Linked DNA regions of Zea mays: region 1 is linked to region 2. Evidence: chromatin contacts called from public Hi-C data. All regions are on one chromosome and are shown on one strand. The core of a region is the stretch at or near the end of the contact, and the rest is flanking DNA. Distances in the headings are between cores, read along the strand shown. Region 1 holds the start of LOC100281048 (glucose-6-phosphate/phosphate translocator 2). Region 2 holds the start of LOC100272617.

What was found. Hi-C and Micro-C count contacts between places; a contact is called where the count stands out from the background.
Region 1: a contact with region 2 is called in a Hi-C map of tassel, with 4 times the contacts expected there. The contact joins the promoter of LOC100281048 here to the promoter of LOC100272617 in region 2. A contact is called at or near these places in 3 of 25 Hi-C or Micro-C datasets (endosperm, leaf and tassel).

What each region holds. Positions count from the first base shown.
Region 1 is chr7:162,811,743-162,819,170 of Zm-B73-REFERENCE-NAM-5.0, forward strand. LOC100281048 (glucose-6-phosphate/phosphate translocator 2) reads right to left here and starts at 3,803. Exons shown (of 5, transcript NM_001367337.1): 1 at 3,173-3,803; 2 at 2,847-3,072; 3 at 2,332-2,554; 4 at 1,761-1,974; 5 at 1,386-1,678. The coding sequence starts at 3,673. The coding sequence ends at 1,667.
Region 2 is chr7:162,623,147-162,630,266 of Zm-B73-REFERENCE-NAM-5.0, forward strand. LOC100272617 reads right to left here and starts at 4,269. Exons shown (of 18, transcript NM_001359664.1): 1 at 3,450-4,269; 2 at 1,180-1,327; 3 at 935-1,013; 4 at 690-843; 5 at 387-596; 6 at 45-290. The coding sequence starts at 4,031.

The DNA.
Region 1 (7,428 bases), core at 2,553-5,052, 190 kb after region 2:
CACAGGATTAGAATGCCTATGTTATTTGAAATCATACTGGAATTTATAACATAGGAAAGTCATAAAACATGTGCTTGGATATTGTGCAGAAAAAAAACATAGGAATAAAAAACATAGGAATCTCATAGTTATTTTCCTCCAAAAATTGCTATGGACATCATTTCATAGAAATTTTAAAGAAATCGATAAGATTCAATCCTTTGTTCCAAAGACTTTGTAGGAAAACTTTTTGTTGGAATTGAATCCTCTAATTTCTTTGTTTTTCATCCTCTCCAAAAAGAGGCTTAAAACTAAAAGGGATAGAAATATGCTCTCTCAGTTCACACCGACGCTGCTAGGAACTGAGCTCACAAAAGATACGGAATTCCGCCTACTCTGACTCTGCGCAGGATCAAGATACAGGAACACCAGGGCATGGATGTACACCTGCTCCACATGCCAAGGGCCATGGCTCTGCCATCTTAGCCAAAAATTTGAAATGCCCTAGCTGATCCTCCAGGTGAGAAGTCTAGGACATCGGATGATAAACGCCCTACAGCCTACTCAGAGCTCACAGAATGCAGGATACGTGCAGACCAGAAAGCTCGCAATGCTGTAGTATAACTGTTTTTTTTTTGCCATGGATACAATACAAATCCCAGCCACTTCGGTGCTTTTTTATATTTTTTTATTAAAAAAACGAAGACAGAGTTGTATTGTTGACCTTTCAAGTCGAGTAGAGCTGTTCCGAAACACGACTGTTCCTTGCTCTGAACTCTGAATCTGGTCTGGACAACGATACTTTGGCCTGCTCACTTCGTTTGTCGTTCTTCAGATCACTCGGTACGTTTTGTTTTTGGCATTAGGGTGCTGGGTCGCTTCGTCAGACGCGGCGGGAATGTTTAGTTTTTAAGACTCAGATATTTTTGAGCCACAACCGCGAGCAGGAGCAGCTGACACCAAAAGCGTTGCTGTCTTGACACGATCATCTGAAAAAGCGCGAAAGATACATCTGAGTTGGAGTCCAGAGTGTGACGGGCCGGCCCTTAGAGCACCATAAGGTTGAGGTTGTTCATTGGATCAGGAGCAGGGGTATCTGCCTCCTGCGAGACGGTGTTACACGGACGGCCATAAAAGTCTGCCAAGGGGCACAACAAGACGATGAGCTACGCTCCAACGCTGAATCCGTCGCAAAGATCTCAGTGTGCAAATTGCACAGCGCTTCCCGCCATGGCCATGCATGCTGTACCTGTCACCGCTCACCTCACCAGCAAGAGAACAAGATGGCCTAACCGACCTTGTCAAACATGGAATGGCTGCCCGATGCATTCTGAGCCACGCATTGCTTTTCTGGACCGCACGCAGGCAGGATCCGGAGGCAACAAAAGCACAGAGACAAAACAAGATCCGGTACCTTTTTTTTTATTTAGATGGATCCATCTCTCTCTCTCTCTCTACGCCATCATAGTCATAGTGAAAACACGACGACGAAATGATCTAGTAATAAGCTAGTCCTAGGAAAAAAGAAAATACGAAAAAAAGAAGAGAGGATCTAGTAATAATACTATTATACAAGCTAGGTAGATATCCTCAAAAGTTATATAATCTGTTATATCTTCGAGCGCCGAGCTGATTCGGCGGTGAACTGAACTGAGGCCTGAGAGCCAGACGCGCGCGCCAAGGGCGGCTACTGCTTGGCCTGGAACGTCCAACGGTTTCGTCAGAACTCAGCGTTTGTGATATCAAAATTCGAAACAAGCCGTGTGGAGTGGAGCTATTACCTGGGAGTAGATGAAGGTTCCGAGGATGGCGATGGCGGCCCCGAGCGCGTTGATGGGCTGGACGGGCGTCTGGAAGATGATGATGGACGCGACGATGACGGAGATGCGCTTCATGGTGTTGCCGATGGAGAAGGTGAGGGGCGAGATCTCGTCCAGGGACATGTAGGACACCTGGTTGTACAGGTGGTAGAACACGCTCTGCGCCGCCACCCACCTGCGCCCACGCACACGCACAGAGGAAGCCTTTAATTTAGCCACACGAACCCAGCTCTGGATTGATTATCACGGAAATATCGAAACGGTAATCGATTCTGCTCCTGCGAGACGACCAGACTATTGCAGACCATACAATTCATATCATATCATATCTCGGTACCATGCTCTGTCCCTACACACGCAACTGCTCTTTTCGGGAGGCAATGCTAGATACTTTTGACACAGATCAGTGAGCAGACCGTGTTTAAGAATGATCCGAGGCCTGGAAATTCCGGGTAATGAACACACGAAATCTTAAACAGCTAGCATGGCAGCCAGCATGTGAGTGGTCCAAGGAGCTAGCATGTGAGCTTACCAGACGAAGTTGGGACCGATCTCGGCGACTGCTGTCTGCCAGCCCGCTGCCCACACCTTGGGCCCCTCCATGGCGACGGCGAAGGGCAGGAGGATCACCAGCGACATGATGGAGAGGCAGGCGTAGTAGTTCATCCCGCTCACGGACTTGCCCTTCATCCCCTTCTTGGAGAAGATGGTCCGGACGACGAATGCCAGGTTGGAGATCATTGCCCCCATGAATCCTGCGGTGGGTTACAACAACACAGGTTCAGTCACCCTTCTTCTGAATATGCTGTTCAGAGTGACTGACAAAGTTTGGGATTTCGACTGCTACAAGTACAAGGTGTCAAGATCTGGCACAGAATTAGTATTTTTTTTTTAAAAAAACTTGATTATTGGGCGTTAAAAAATCAGTATTCACAAACTATCTGTGGAAACCGGCGTGAAAACTATCTCTGGGATATTTCTCATGTGTCATCAGCATAAGTATCTCCGAGATATGATTCAGGAACTGGCGATTTCAATGTCACTCACCAACCATGTTGAAGTTGAGCTCGGTGACGGCGGCGAGCGCGCATCCGCCGATGATGGGGAGGAGGGAGAAGTAGACCGGCGCCGGGAAGTGCTCGCCGAGGAAGAACCTGGAGACGAGCACGCTGAATGCCGGCTCCCCGCTCTTGATGATGTGCGTGAACGACACGGCCACCTTGGCCATGCTCACCGTCGCCGCCACGTGCCCGATCGTGTGCGCGATCGCAACCTGAGAACGAGACGATTCGCATCAGCACCACACCGAGACAGAGCCGCATCTAGAAGAAGAGATCTTTAGGGAGGAATTAATCGGCGCCGATGATACTCACGGGAGTCAGCGCCTTCCAGAAATCGAGGTCCGTCTGGGGCGCCTCGGCGATCCTGGTGGCCCAGGACGCGAGCATGATGGCGGAGCCGGCGGCGAGGGAGAGCGTCGACGTGAGCCACGGGTACGGGAACGCGTTGAGGACCTTCTTGTTGTAGATGTTGAAGATAACGTTCAGCGCCCACCACGTGGCGAAGTAGACCCCGATCTTGGCGCGCCGACCCGTCTCCGCCGGCGCGGCGACCTCCAGCGGCCGGGCGCCGTCAGCGGTGGCGGACGGCGGCGCGGGGGACGTGGCGCGTTCGTTGCGCCCAGCCGCCGCCACCGCCACGGATGCCAGGACATGCTCCTGACGGTACAGCGGGCGCGCGGAGACGGAGAGGGAGAGCGGCCTGAGGCCGGCGGCGGCGGGGAGGGGAGGGAGGTGGAGCGGCTTGAAGGCCGCCTTGCAGGTGGCCGCGGCCGCGGCGGTGGAGGGCTTGACGGTGGCGGCGGAGGCCAGCATTGTGAAAGAGGGAAGGGTGGCTGGGAATTGGGATAGGTTGGCGAGTTCTTGGGGTCTCGTCGGAGAACAGCATGCACCTGCAGCTGCGGAGAGGCTGTACCGTGCGTGTGGTCTGTGGTGTGTGGACGTGTGGTTATCTCTTCTCTGATGGGAATGGGAATGGCGGGGTACAAGTACAAGGTATTTATAGGGAGCGCGAAGTAGAAGGAAGGCGATTTGGCACTTTGGATCTGTAAAGCTTTTTTTAATATTTACATTTACCCATGAGGATTTTATGGTTTCAAGTGTTTTCCGTTTTTTTAATTTCGATGCTTCACTTTTATTATTATTTGTTGTTCATTTATTACACTCCCTTGAGTTATATATAAGCATATTTATTTTCTTACCATGCTTCATGTGTCCAGTGACAGACCCAGAAATCTTGGAAAGCCTAAAGAAAGATAATATTTATACTATAAATATATAGTTTTGTCTAATTTTTACCTACAATTAGCTATATTTTACTGCTTGTTGCATGTATATAGATGTATAGGTATTTTTTCCCACATGAGTGGTTATCTCAAATTTCTGATTCTATATAATTTAATACCAGTGTAGATAGAACAGGAATAGCTACATTGGCACCCATGGTATCATATATAGGCAAAGCACCATATGATTTGGCTCAATTAGGGAATAACCACAAAGTCTTAGTGCAAAGTATGCGAGCTATATGTCATTTAGTTTCATGGCAAAATATACCTTCGCCTAGGTACGGAATGTTGTAACGTCTATATACCTATTTAATACTCCCTCCGTTTCTTTTTATTTGTCGCTGGATAGTGCAATTTTACACTATCCAGCGACAAATAAAAAGAAACGGAGGGAGTATTAACATATGGTAAGACGGTAGTGGAATGGTTTTTTTATGTACTCCAAGGGAAGTAATTTGAAACTCAAATATCATTCAGTCGATTAGTCCGACCTGCGCAGAAACGTTTCGCATTTTGTACGTACGTGCTGCTGCAACAACACACTCCGTAGAAAATTGGTCGACACATTTTTCACGTTTCACAAAAAAAAAATGAGAGACGACTGCTACTTTTTTGTTCGCTTGTTTGTGATGACAAGTCTGAACGCAGATCACTGAGAATTGTGCTTCTATAGTCGTACTGTACGTCCGGTCACCCATAGAGACACTTTCACATGGCTGCAGCCTGCAAGAATTGCAAGTTGTACTGTAGCTCTAAGTTTTTTTCCCCCTCAATTCTGGATATGTGCTAGACTGCATACATGAGCCGTTTGAAGAAGAAAAAAAATAACGTAGATTTGCAAAGGAAGATGACAATGGCTGCAAGAGTACAAAGCTCCCTTCCCTCCTATACGTCCTACCGCTTGAACCTGGACGGCCCTCGCGTGCCGCGGCCTGCGGGTCAGACCTGGCAACAGCGATCCACGCCGGCGCCCGGCCGGCAGTGGCCACAAAAAACCTGGCACGGGTCGGGAACTCGTGACGACGGAGAGACGAGATCAAAACGCGCAGTAAACCGTTCTCTTCTCACCGCCGGCAAGAGAGAGGCAAAGCTTTGGCCGGCGACCGAACGGACGACGCGCGCTTGCCCCCGTGTCCCCGTCGTCAGCCCCACTCGACGCGGGCCCTCCCCTGTCGCCTCGCCTGCCTCCTGCTCCCTCGTGAGTCGTGACCGTCGATCGGCTCTCGCCCACCCCCACACCCCAACCGGCGCGATTCTCGTTTCACGGCTGAGGGCGCCCACGGCCCCGCAGGCGCAGCGCTCTGCCGTGCCCACCGTCCGTGCGATCCGCGGGCACGTGCGCGGGCCAGACGCCTGCGCCGGTTGTTCGGTTCCGGCGAGATTTTTGCATGCCCCCCCGGCGGTGATCCTCCTAGAGTCCTAGTTGCTTGCCCGGATTGATGGCGCCCTCGCTTGCTTTGGCCTCCGTGGACCGTGATTTGGCGAGCAGTGATCGAGCGCCTCTCACTCAGGACCGCCGCACTCGCGGTGTGTGGTGTGACGTGACAATGTCTGTGTGTTTTCTTGGAAGTTGGAACATATGGTACTGAGCATGCTTGTTTTTTTTCCATGACGCATGCTTGTGCACCGATCTATGTCATGGGGCCGTGAGGGGTCGCTGGATCGTTTTGAGGAAGGTTATAGACAGTTACCTCGGCCGACGATTTTATTTGGCAGTCGGACGGCATTGCGTTCGTTTTGGGTTTGTTTCTGTGGACTGCGGGTTCACGAGCACTGACCACCCCAGGTTCAGGGGATTGCTTGCGGTGGAGCAAGTGTATACCATTTCAAGGAGTGCCGCCGGCCTGCGGTAGCAGGCGTCACGCTTTCACTTACTTTCCAGAAGAAAAAAAGGGCGAGAGATACGGGTTACGAATTCTCTGTCGCACACAGAGTATCAAAAACTCTATATTTTTTCTTCGTCCTCGACGCATATATTTACACCAATCTTTTTTTTTTTTTCCAAAGATCTTTGGTGGTTGTTGGTTTCAGGGGACGGGGATATATACAGCGGTAGGGCTCGACATATGGACCACGCGTCCGGATCACTCGTGATCTTACGTGACATGTTTCGGTGTTTTCTTGAGAAACAAGATTCGACTGGTAATTTTCTACATAATTTGGTAAAAAAAAACTGTCGGACCACGACAAAGTTAACATGTGTGCTTAACCCTTCTGCTTGTGTATCTCCGCTACTACTAGTTGGTTTGGCTCTTTCAGGTTCGGTTTAAATAGCGATTGAATGATGCTGAGTAACGTCTGGGCATGACCGGACGGTCTGGTCTGAAGACGGTCTGCTCTTAAAGGAGGACAGTCTACTATACGATCAGATATTCAGATTACATTAGGTGACACGGCATGAGCAGCGCGCTGGCTAGCTGTCGTAGGACCCATTCCATCGTGAGCTGATGAACTGATGAGCGGTACTGAGCTGAGCAAGTTAAGCAGCATGCACCCTCTCAGGGTCACGACTCACGAGTTCTGCCGCTGACTGACGGGCTCGAATGCTCGATGGAGCAATGCCGTGTCAGATATATATGCAGCATTATTGCACGTTAGATCGTTCGTGATGCCAGGTACGTACTTATGCCGACTTGTTCGATAGATACATAGCAAGGTTCTTACAACGACTTTAAACTACAAGTAAGTTTCATTTTGTTTTTTTCCCTTTTGAAAGGAAAAAACAAAATGAAATAAAAGGACCCAGACTTAAACATGGACCTTGCAGAGTTAGTTGCCGAGCAGTTAGCACCCTCAAGCTATGTTGCCCAACGACGGTTTGTGCATACATGCGGCCGGAGATATCAGGAGCGGAGCGCCATGTCCGGGCCTGCCAGGTAGCTTTGCGTCCAGATCGGATCACTCACACAGTCACACACTCGTGGTCGTGGACGGACTCGCTCGTGTGCGTGAAAGGAAAAAGGAGTGTGGAAATCATGTAGGCCTCATGGTTTCTCTTGCACGACCGTACCTAGCCGCGCGTCGGAACCCGGTGCCATATTTTTTTCTCCGACTCACGTTTGCGCCCCGATCTTTGTCACGTAGCTTCTTTTTGTCCCCTGTTTGTTTTGAGAGGAACGTCGTCTTAATTTGTCACCTAGCTATAGCAGTGTATATAGCTAGTGGCGGTCGCTCCGAGCACGATGGAGACTCGTGGCAAACAGTACTTGAGATCTTTCCATGTTTCTGACTCGATCGGCAAACACTATTGTTGAAATTAGACTCACTAGTGTGTAACCCAGT
Region 2 (7,120 bases), core at 3,019-5,518:
TCCAAACAACATATCAACCAGAGTCTAAATCCAGTTCGTCTTGCCTCAGAGTTCTTGTGTCCGCAAAGTGCTTTCAGTGACTTCAACACATCTTTCGTCAACATCTTTTGAGCAACATGATCAGAAACGAAAGTTAAGGTGACTACCACTTGCAATACTGATACTAGTTCTTCTTCGTCAGATGACTTTAGTACAGCTTCAATAGGCTTCATAATGTCACACTTAATCAGCTGCATTGCTGAAGAAATATCAGATGCCAGTGATGAAATAGCAAGGCATGCTTGCTCAACCTGCAAATGCAATTAAGAATTTAAAAAGAATAAGGAAACATTTAATGTTTGAACATGACTGACTACTGAAAGGCAGTTGGGGTATGTAGTGTGTACCACATGACGGTTATCACTGCTTATCATGCTTATAAGCTGCCTGACAGCATTTTCTTCTTTGCTAATTGCAATATGGTTGCTACGATCTTCCATTATTTTGGCCAAAGCAGAAGCTAGCAAAGGATGGTGACAAGAAGAGAAACGGAAAACAAGAGAAAAAAAGGCACCAAGTTTGTGCCTGGCCGCTATGAAGTAGGAACTATTCTCAGTCTGAAAATAAAATTCAAACGCCCTTATCAGAAAAGTTGATAGTTGTGGGATGACCTAAAAGAGAACAACAGAAGGCCATTATAGTTTATGTACCTCTATTTGCACATTGACAGATTTAAGACTTTCCACTGCTTCAATTCTAATATTTGCAAGTGTGAGATGCCTGAGGTTATGCAGTGGCAAAATTTCTGGAAGAAACTCTAGAGGATTTCCAAACAAACGCAAAATTCGGAGCTTGGGCATTGACCTGTGGGAAACAGAGAATTAATAATGAGGAAATGGCACTAATTGGAAGACATCAGTGTAACAAAGAACTCCACAATTAAACATTAAATAACCTGAAATCCAATAGTGGACGGACAAGCTTGTTATGTTCTAATGATAATTCCTCCAGCATAACACATTGCCGCAGTTCTACTGCTTGTTTGAGAAACAAAAAAGAAATAAAACTAAGATTTTTGCAAGGGCCAAGGGCAATTTTGATATGATCTTGAGCAAATGGAAGTCTGCACAAACTAGAAGATATAAAGCACCAGCTTTTGAGTTATATAGATTTGATTGCATGTACACAGTGCAGACTAACCAGGGACAGAAACTAGCATGTTGTTGTTAACTGACAGCACTTCCATATTCTTCAAAGCACCAACTTCAGGGGGCAAAACTGACAATTTATTGTTGTCAAGATATAGCTTCTCGAGAAGTGGAAGGCGAGTTAACTCAACTGGAAGTACCTGCCAAAATTTTGTAGGACTCCATGGTTAGACTGGATAATTATCTCCAACCAGCGCCCTAAATTTCATAGCCATATATATAGCTGACGAACAGCCGAAGGCAACATGAAATTTGAGGATTTACTCAACACATACACTGTATTGTTCCCAAAGCAGAAACAGCAATAATAATGCAGCATTCCTATATCCTGTGTTGCTTTTACCTCTCATTTACAGATTTGCCTGAAAATATGTTTTCAGACTCTTGAAATAAATGACATCCAGTTTACAGTTCAGTTTGGCTGTTTCTTTGTTTTTGTTTTTGTGGTGCACATGTTCTAAGGTTTGACCGTTTGAATCAGGGATGCTTCTTTGTTTTTCTCTCTCTTTTTGGTTTTGTAACTTGTTACTCTTCTTAATGAAATGGCATGCAGATTTTCTGCTTATCTGAGGCAAAGAAAAGCTTATACCAAACTCTCATTGGGCATACACACTTGTAGTTGTAGCCATTCGAAAGGTCTGACTGACTACCCAGGCCCAGTTTAGTATATCTGCTGTGACAATAACCAGAAATATTCTATCTGTTTCCTTCCCTTTATGGGAGACCTTGAATGCCCCTTTTTGCCATCCAACAAAAATACATCAAAAAGTAAGCTTATGTCAGATAATAGTGTGCCATACAAGAAGATGATTTAGCAAAGTAACAAGAAATTATCTCTTCCTCCATTTTCTCCATGCTAAACTTAGAGCTTTCTTGGAATTGCTGACTTAGCAGCTAATTGCATAAGCATATGCATTATAGAAGTGATTTTCTTTTACCCTCTATAATCATCACATTTTAATATTCGATAAATATAGCACGAGTAAACATACATGTATGTGCAATTTAAGTAATGGGCTCACAGCAGGATTCATTTGACCATCATAAGGGTCATCTTACGACCCTTTTGTAGCATGGCCTCATTTCCTTTGTATTGGCACTGTCATGAATGAAAAATGGTATAACAACGCACTAAATCATTTTATTCCAATTGGGAAATGCTCAAATTTAGTGGGAGGGGGGGAGTCCATTCCGACCAAGTCCAATTCAATTAACTGCTGATCCTTTTTAAAAGGATAAAGAATAGAATCACAGTTTTGGCCTTTCACCAGCATGCTCCACTGGATCGGAAAAAATGTCTGACCCCTTGGCAAACTCCTAAAATGCTAGGATTTTTAACATAACATGAATAGGAGTGGCAAGATGTCTTGCAAGTACAGTTACTACTTACTAACCAATGTCCCATTGCTATACTTCTGTACAGATCAGATATATGCTTGATTAAAAGTGAAAAGATGATCAACTTGTTAACATACTTAGTAGTTAGTTCAAAGTTTTCCATAGTCAATCAGGTATGAGCATTGTAAGTTAAGAAATTAAACAGTTAAAAATTAAGTTTTAAGTATGAGCCATTAAGTATGAAAGGAGGATAATGTTGGGTTGATCTCACCCAATTCAGTCAGGCAATCATGTTAGACACCACGCTCATGCCCTAATCAGAGACACAACAAACTATTCCTTATGGCCCCCATCACATCGCGTAGATAACTAAGCAAAAAAAGATGACACTGGTTCGAAGTACATATTCGTTATACACTCACACGAGATCCAATCTGATGTAATCTCTACACGGGCAGCAAAGGGAAGGCCACCGCCATCATTTTTATTGATTTCGCTCACATGACGTTACCTCTCAATCCCAAAAGTATAATCTTACAACTCTAAGACTATCTTCAGCAGCTTATCCATACACATATTCAAACTTCAATCTACAAACAGTAAGTCTACAGTGCAGAATGCTTATAGGTAAACTTTGGATGAACTGCTGTAGTCAGACTAACATACAGCCATAGGGCATGTACAGCCATAGGGCTCAGTTTTTCAAGTATAAGAGACAACTAAGAGACTATATGATACAATACTGAGCCTCTAAATAATAAATACAATCGAGACACGATATGTATATAGTCATGTACTTTGGGTTGTACAGGCCCTTACAACTCTTACATAGATTGTGAGTCAATCTAGTGCGCATAGAAATGACAGCTGGTGGGAATAATTTTCCGCTTGGATGAGAGGCAATGTAGTGAAGGACGAACTTACCGACATTCCGCAGTTGCAGAGGCTGAGCATGGCGACGGGCCGCCAGTGATCAGCGAGCACTGGCACGCCCGCGGCGGCTGTGGGGCCATCCACGGCAGGCGCGGGCGCGAGGTTGGATCTGATGAGGCGCGCGAGCACCCCCGCGCCATCGCCGCTGCCCAGCGCGGATCCGGGAGCCCGCGACACGCGCACGGACCGCAGTGCCTCCCGCCTCCTGACCACACGCATCTCGATCTGCACCACTTCCTCCTCCCCGTCGTCTCTCGGGATCAGGTCGACGGAGACGGCGTCGTGGGGCGGGGGCAGCGCGACCATGAGCTGGGACTGGAGGCGGAGCGCGACCTGATCCTCGTCGTCCCCCGCCGACCATTCGAGCTCGATGCGGAAGCCGACGTCGCCGTTGCGGGTGGCGGTGGGCGAGGAGGAGGATACCGGGGTCGACGATGCCGAGGCGGAAGGGGAAGAGGACGCCGGAGGGGACGGGGACGAGGGCTGATGGTCGTCGTTGTCGTCGTAGTCCCCATAGTCGAGCGTGAGGTGGAAGATCTCGGAGCTGCGTTTCCAGCCGAGGCCCCACGACATGGCGGCCGAGCCCTCCGCATCAAATTGTGGATGCGGAGGGCAGGGCTACGGCTCGGATGCCGGAGAAGGGAGCGGTGCGAGGACAGTGACGTCTAGACGAGAGCTCGAGACGAGGAAGAAACCGAGGGAGGGCGCCCCGGAGTAGGGAGCGACGATGGAACGAACGGAGGGAAGAAGGGAGGCGTTTGCGTTTGCGCCTGCGCTTGTTTGGTTCGTTTGGTTTTCTCTCTGTGGAATTTCTGGGTTTATTTGGTCTTTTCGTTGTGGGTTTTACGAGCTTCCAAAATCTACGACGTACAGTCGGGTGATCGGGTCCTCCAGTCAGCTGTCAGCGTATACTGCCCGAAATGTGGGTTTCGCTATGGTCACGACGGCAGGACGCGATGTGTTGTTGATGTGGGGCCAGGAACAACTCCAATTGTCTAAACAACAAATAATTTTTAAATTTAAGAAGTGAACATAAAAATGTTCCTCCAATAGTTCCCTAAATTTAGGTATTTGTTATCAACCTTATTTACTATTTAAGTTTGGCAACCAGACAGTAACTCATTAAACATAGTTGACGTTGATTTCTTCATACCTACATGCTCATTTTTTTCATTTTCTTGCATAGCAAGGTAGCTAGGTCACGTGTGCTTTTTCCCCTTTCCCATGCAACGAGACAGCTAGGTATGACGCACGTGACACAAGCTTTTTCTTCACCATTAAACCACCACCACCCAAAGGCCGTGTTGTCAGACCAATGCTCCCCCACAAGTCGTGTCGTCCGGCTTTATCCTCTGACTTCAATGTCCTATGTTCTCGACTCTGTTGCCAGCCAGGTTCGACGAGAGCATGCATGCTAGAATTAGATCAAAATTAAATTATTCCCTAAATATTAGGAATCGTTGAACATCAAACTATTTTTTCTCTCGATAGTTATTTAGCAACTTGCTAAATATGAGTTTAGAAAGTTTTTTAAAAGAATTGTTGGAGTTGCTCTAAGCCACTATCATGGAAGTTTCATTCTTATTAAGGGCTCATTCGGTTTCCACGAATCCCTTGTCTAAAACGATTCCTAGCTGGATTGCGTGACTAATTTATATAAGTTTTGATCAATCAAAATGATTCCTGAATGAATTTGGCTCAAACAAACGAGCCTAAATGGCATATTATCTAAATAAACAGAATGACATGGTATGCAAATTAATGAAGAAAAATGAAGTTTTATGGGAGATGAGAGAGTTTCATGGGAATGAAACTCTAGAGTCCTTGTTTCCTACACAAATATTGATATGGCAGTCTAAAAAACAGTGTGATAAAAATATTCATTGAGAGTGGCCTAAGTAGATATGGCAATGGATACCAAAAACCCGAATACCCGATATAAAGTCGAGTATGGAATGTTTTTTTTTACCCGTTAGTATGTTAATAGTTAAGAACATCTACCTTGTCAAGTAGACGGGTACAAGTATGGATAGGTACTACTAATACTCGTGTACTGGTGGTCGTGGATAAAATATACTAGCACCATATCATTATCACTATTTAATTAAAGCCCAACTTAGCTAAAATAAAAATCTTCGAGTTACATTATCATATGTTTATGTTTTGTGATATTTTAAACTAAACTTTTTTATGTGTTTGTTTGATATTTTTGAGTGATTTATGTATTTGAATTTTAGACTTTTCTAGTGGATACAGGTAATCCGATGGGTAAATTACTCGTGCGGGTACGAGTATAGCCCATATAGGTAAAAAACGCGCAAGTTAGTATGGGTAACCGATGAGTAAACATTTTTAATGGGTACAGATATAGAATCATATTACCCGACGAATATATACTCGTTACCATCTCTAGACCAAAGGCCGAATCCAACTATTCCCCCTCTCAAATCCCACTATTCGTACTTTCTATTAATATTTAAATACCTCCCCTTTTCCTATATTTCTCCTTGTGTCCAACAATTCCCCATATTCGACTCCCTTTATACACTTTAACTTAGATATTTGACTTTTTTACATCAATTCTTAGAGTTTTAAAAAGTACTACATTATTTGTAATATTTTAATATAGTTGTTAGCAGTTAATTAAACTTGAAAATGTTTAATTTTGTAGTTAAAAAACATTGGTTATTGCAACAAGGAGATTAGAGTTCCCTGTGTAGAGGAGGATTTCCTTTTCTATCCTTGTTGAGGGGCAATGGAGGAGGGACAGATGAAGGGACTCGATGGACACATGTACACGTAACATAGGTCCGGTTTGTTTTAGCTTTTTTACAGCTTCTGGACACCAAAAGCTGTTGCGGACTACCAAACGCTTAGTTTTTCAATCAACTTATATAAAATCGATTTGTTAAAAACCATCCAAAATCAGCATAAACACATAATTCGTCGAATCATTGCAATAGTAGGAATATGTCACTCTCTATATCCTAAACTTTATGGATAACTTCATCTTCCTCCGCACGTAATCTCAATGATACTTAGATTCTCTCCACATCCAAATTCTTCACATAACCAGATTCTCAGAAAAGCTGATCAGAAAAAGCTAAACCGAACAGGCCCATAGAGGAGTAACAGACAACGAAACTGTTGAAGGCCATCTAAGCACAATCTTTCTTTCCTTTACTATATTAAAATACCGGTTTCGACGGTCGTCCTATGTCATTATTTTTAAAAATCCCTTCAATTTTTTTGAATCATCCCAAACTCCTTAGGCCTTGTTCGTTTACGTCGAATTGCACCCAGAATCGTTCCAACTAATCAAAGTTTATATAAATTAGAGAAGCAATCCGATTAGAAATCTTCCGACCCACCAATACGGCACAAACGAATAAGGCCTTACCCGCATACCCATGTCCCATCCCGACTGGCCTCTCCTCTCCTCATCCCCGTTCTCGACGATCGATGGCCACGATGACAGCAGAGACGACGGTTGAGGGCCGCAACCCTCCTCCGCGCCCTTCGCGCGTGCGCAATAAAGCGAGCGAAATCATCGTCGTGTTCCTCGGCTTCGCGTGTGCGCACCCTGGCAAATATTTGAATAAGGTAGCCGCATACCCCCGCGTCCCATCCTAGCTCGTCTCTCCTCTTCTCGCCCCTACTCT